2 separate regions of the Danio rerio genome follow, and region 1 is linked to region 2. The links are chromatin contacts, called in public HiCAR-type maps. All regions are on one chromosome and are shown on one strand. Each heading gives the region's core, a stretch centred on a gene start, on an enhancer-like site or on the middle of the called end of the contact. The rest is flanking DNA. Distances are from core to core; before and after follow the strand shown.

Region 1 (2,700 bases), core at 12-2,511, 130 kb before region 2:
ATGGCCTTCAGGTCATCCGTGCTGTGGTTGATGTTTATCATAAGTTAAAAGACCCTTAGAATGCAGATTGAGAGTCAAAAAACAAATTTAATCACTGCTTATAATACACATGCCACAACAATGCAAGAGGGCTAATTGCAGATTATGTTTATAAATATTGGCAGTTTTACTTTATAAGACATGTATTGTCATGCCATGTGAATTGAAGTGCCCTGATTATGAATTATGAAAGGCCATAGTTTGGTTTTGGGAGTCCCCAACAACAGGTATCTATGCAACTTAAGAAAGCTCTTTAATTGTCTTATAATAGGCATTTGTCTTTAATATACAAGCTTTTTAAGCACACTTGTAGGCAACGTTTTGTTTAGATGTCACAAAAATGGCTGATGATTCGTATGCATGACAATTCATATTATGGACTCTTTGTTTTTGAGAGTCCATGACTGTAGTTTGTCAGCCTGATCTCACGAGAAAACGTAAGTATTTTATGTATTGGCAGTTTAGTGGCTAATTCGTACGAATTCGTACAAGTTCAGTCGTAAGAAATTGTACGATTTTAAAAAGGAGGTGTGGCATCTAACCCCACCCCTAAACCCAACCGTCATTGGGGGATGAGCAAATCGTACTAAAATGTACGAATTAGATTGTACGAATTTGCCATTAAATGAAAAAGTTACGAATTGCCGTGAGATTGTGTTGAGTTTATACACATTACACTTTCTGATTTAAACCTCAGCTGTATGTTGTTATTCACATAGAGCTGTGTTGCATGCATGAAAGGAAATTTTCCAAAATCCATAATAGCGGCACTTTTATTTTGACTTTAAAAGTCTTAGTTAGCTTTAATTTTCAACGAATTTCCAATTAAAATCTTTTATGATGTTCTGTTGATGAAAAAAGTCAACTAATAGAATAGCTTCCGCAATCCCACCTAAGATGCTCTTTAGGGATGTAAAACCAAGTTTAATGATGGGATGTTGTGTTCGATTGTCCGTGAACCATTTGTCACAGCCTGTGTGTGTGTGTGTGTGTAAAGCTATCTCTGTTGTTGACGCCATCATCTGAAGAGTTTCACTTACATTCATTTCATTTTCTCCTGGCTTGTTTATTCTCCCAATTACACCCAGCTCTCATATTATACAAGCTGTTGTGATAAAATCAACTGTAATGGGGTAATCAAATTTCCCTCTCCTCTGTAATTGGATGGCTGCGTTGTTGTTTATATCGTATTGAAGTTAAGTGCTTGCAAATGTTACACAACCGATCATCATTTTGAATGTTTGTTTATGAGTTAAAGGTATGTGTTAAAGCATTACTAAACTGCTGAATCTTTTCCTGGAAGTTTCAAGTGCATTAGATTGGCAGCTATGCTCAAAAGCTCACCTGGATGGTTATTTCAGATGGAGAAAGCGACGCCAGATGGCATTTAGTACTAATGCACAATGTTTCTTGGAAATTTCTTTATTCGTATCTTGTGCATAAAGAGGTTAGTTTGCCCTAAAACGAAAGTTTAATTGTCCAAACCCATGAGAAATCTTTGAAACACAGATGGCAATATTTTAAATCAAATCTGAGAGCTTTCTTTTTTCACTCAGAAGAGATGAATTATCCATGTGAATCAACCAGTTTAATCAAAGCGTTCTGAAGAGACAGGGTAGCATTATAAGATAAACATTTTTAATTCAGAATGTATTTAGTTCTTAAACCATTTTGAGGCATTGAAGGAGTTTTGGTTGAATAGACATTTATTGGAGTGAAACAAGTCTCTTACGTTTGATTTCATTCAGTCTTTATTAAAAAACAAACAGAAGTCTTGTGTGTTTGGACCAACTTGAGGGTGAGTAAATGATGACAGATTTTTCATTTTGGGGTGGATTTAACGCTTTAAATCCACTTTTAATCCTCACTTTGTTAACCTAAACCCTAGTTACACCAATGATGTGAAAAAAATATCAGGAGTGATTTGTGATTGCATTAGTTTTGGAGTGCTTGCACTGATTTGATGACTATAATTAGACGAATATTAGCTCAGTTGAAGGGTATTATTAACAATTAACTTTCTATTGCCTGACTTCTTAGTGTGTCACATTAAAATAAAATCAAGTAGTAACTATGCTGTAAAAAAATACTGTATTTAGCAGATTTCCATATTTTTGAATTCATATTTTTATTTTTCCTTATTTGTTTATGCTTTTGAGTTGCATTATGGGATTTTTATCTGTCTTCCAGCTATTTTTAACATGAAAAAGTTTTTTAAAAGTGACTTTTATTAATGTTTTTAATAGTTTAGAGTGATATATTGTCTGAGTTGGTGTTTTTGTTTTATGGTACAAAACCTTGTAGTAAACTGCCAGTACATTTTTTGTTATTTTACACTTTTTTTCTCTCTATTTTATTATTATTTCATTTAAATTAAATTGAATGTTTTTAAACTACTGAAATGTCAATAAAAGTCACTTTGTTAAACTGTAGGGTTGAATTTCAGCATCAAAAATCGACAAAGCAGAGATTAAAGACCCAAAATGCAATACACAACGGTAAATAAATGGAAAACACTTAAAATACGTAAACGGTTAATAAACAGATGTTTTTTTTTACAGTGTAATTTGCTGAAATAAAACAGAAGCTGGAAGCCAGTTTATTATTGAATGTGTTGTTATTCATAATGGAATACGCATAAATGGGCACAAAACTTAGTTC
Region 2 (2,711 bases), core at 1-2,500:
AGATCTTCCTGTTTAACACAATAACTTTACATGCCATTCTAGCCATCATAGGACTTGTTTACAGGAAGGAGGACAGAATTGTTTGGCCCAGCTTCTGAGGTTGTACCCGTAATTCACTGAGCCGCCGTCTGTTATGCTGGAATCAGGCCGCCCTGCGACTCCTTTGATGAGTGTTTGACTTCAGCCTCAATGTTTTTAGGTCCTGCAGAAGTGCTGAAGGGATGGACGAAAAAGAGAAATATAAAGGAGTGCAGGGGTGGAGGACAAGCCTCTTTAGAAATGCTTCGCTTGTATCAGCGTGTCAAATCATGCAGCCGTCTGCAACCCCACTGAGGGAAGGCTAGATCGATTTTTCTTTTAACTTAGTCTTTGTTGATAGCCCTTCTGACTAGTGCTGACTTAACTGTAGTATAATGATGCATGCCAAAGAATTTCAGGTTGTATAAAGACGGCAGTTTTCAAGTGCATTTTTTCATTAGTGCTTCATTTCAAGGCAAGGATCTGTATTTGGCAAATAAGAGTGTCTAGGCGAACAGAAAATTGTGTCAGATTCTAAGTTCTTAGAAATGTAATATTTGTATAGATGTATCTTAATTAGAAGAGCATTTCAATTACTGATTATATTTTGGGAAATTAAAACATGCTTATCGTTTGAGAGGCTTGTAGATACAGACAGGTTTGTTGACAAATTTTGCAAAGGATTTTACACTTTGCCGGCTTCTAGTTCTCTGCAACTCTCACATGGTCGCCCACTGAAAGTACGCAGGGCTGTACCCGGTTAGTACCTTGCGACCAATCTGGGGTCTGTGTGGGTCTTAATGCCCCAGTATACTGACGAGGACTCTATACTGCTCAGTTGGCGTCATCTTTTAAATAAGACGTTAAACAAAGGTCCCGACTCTCTATGGTCGTTAAAAATCCTGGGATGTGCTGCAAAAAAGAGTAGGGGTTTAACCCCGACATCCTGGCCAACCTGCCCACTGGCCTCTGTCTATCATGGCCTCCTAACCATCCCTATATCATGATTGACTTTATCACTTTTCATCGCTCTGGCGTAATATGGCTGCCGTCGTGTCATCCAGGTGGATGCTGCACACTGGTGGTAGTTGATGAGATTACCAAAAAAATGTAAAGTGCTTTGAGTGTCTAAAAAAGTGCTATATAAATGTAAGGAATTATTAGTAGTAGTAGTAGTAGTAGTATTACTCGTATGTGATATATTTCTTGTTTTTTCTGTTTTTTTTAAGAGATGGCGTGGAGGGCCCTGGCAGCTTTCTCTCTACTACTGTGTTTTGGCTCATCTTGCTGTGATGATGCTCAAGAACAGTTCTCGTCTCCTACCATCATCAATAATGTGGTCCAGGACCCTCAAACAGGCCGAATCTACCTTGGAGCTGTCAATGGGATCTTTCAGCTGAACCACAATCTACAGGAGGAGAGCAGAGCAGACACAGGCCCTAAGAAAGACAACCCACAATGCACTCCACCTATCACTGCGCAGTGCACCGATGCGAAGGAAATGGACAACTTTAACAAACTCCTTCTGGTTAACTCCGCCAACGGCACCTTGATCGTTTGTGGAAGCCTTTTCAGGGGCATCTGCTCTTTGGTAAACCTCAACAGTGTGAATAAACCGGTGTACTACAGTGACACCAAAGGAGAGAAGACATATGTTGCCAGCACTGAGGAATCTGTCACTGTGGTGGGGGTCATTTCTTATTTTAAGGACACTACTACTAATGCTAACCTCAGTGTATTTCTAGTGGGAAAAGGCTATGGAAGTTCGGACAGCTCAAAGCTCATTAGCACTCGGTTGCTGCAGGAACATGGAGAAATGGATGTTTTTGAGAACATGGTTGAAGCTTCCACTGTTCAAACGAGTGCGTTTGTCCTTCGGTACCACCACGATTTTCGCTACACGTTTAAAGACAATGGCTACATCTACTTCCTGTTCTCCCGCTCTCCTGGCACTAGCGACAGCACGAAGATTACATTTATAGCACGCCTTTGCGAGAACGACCATCATTATTATTCTTACACAGAACTTCAGCTCAACTGCACTGTTAACACCGAACAACAAGAGAACACATTCAACAAAGTCCAAGCAGCGTATCTGGCTAAACCTGGAAAGGATTTGGCTCAGAATATCGTCCCGTCAAATTTAAATGATAAGGTTCTCTTTGGAGTGTTCAGTGCAGATGAGGCGGACGGGCGTTCAGCATTGTGCATGTACCCGCTTAGCAGCATTAATGCCAGGTTTGAGGAGGTGATTGAGTCCTGCTACACAGGAGAAGTTCTGGAGGATGACAAACCGAAGACTGTTTATTCACCCTACAACTCCAAGAATGAAGCCATATGCAAGACCAAAAGAGATGTGAGTTGTTGAGTTTCTTCAGCTCTGCTTCTCTGTTTTGTGTTTTATAGCTAGTCTGATTGTGGTGTATTTTTGCCCAACAGAAGAACATGGTAAAGGCATATATATGTGGCGCAGAGTTTCTGCCATCTCCACTAGCCAGTAAACCTGAGTATGCTTTAGCCGTCAAACCTATCTACACCAGGAATGACATGCTGACAGCTGTAGCTGTGGCGGTGGAGAACGAACACACTGTGGCATTCTTGGGAACCAGTGGTGCAGACGTCTTGAAGGTGAGTCCCATTGCAAGGTCTGCTTTCTGTTCTTTAAATTTCACTTAAGCCCTTGTGGTTTGACT

What was found. HiCAR-type assays count read pairs that join an accessible place to other places.
Region 1: a contact with region 2 is called in a HiCAR-type map of caudal fin, with 7 times the contacts expected there. The contact joins the enhancer-like site here to the promoter of plxnb2a.1 in region 2. A contact is called at or near these places in 1 of 18 Hi-C or Micro-C datasets (caudal fin) and 3 of 4 datasets of contacts at active chromatin or transcription factors (caudal fin, embryo and gastrula embryo).

What each region holds. Positions count from the first base shown.
Region 1 is chr4:15,201,747-15,204,446 of GRCz12tu, reverse strand. It overlaps a transcript of plxnb2a.1 not described here. Among named protein-coding and RNA genes, the nearest start is that of plxnb2a.2, 22 kb to the left of the region's middle. Within about 2 kb of position 1,261, at least 1 of the 62 cell types and tissues checked has an H3K27ac peak or open chromatin away from gene starts, as enhancers often do. A contact at or near this core is called in caudal fin, where this site is marked.
Region 2 is chr4:15,067,740-15,070,450 of GRCz12tu, reverse strand. It overlaps plxnb2a.1 (plexin b2a, tandem duplicate 1), which reads left to right and starts at 1,250. Exons shown (of 35, transcript NM_001161600.1): 1 at 1,250-2,374; 2 at 2,458-2,646. The coding sequence starts at 1,250.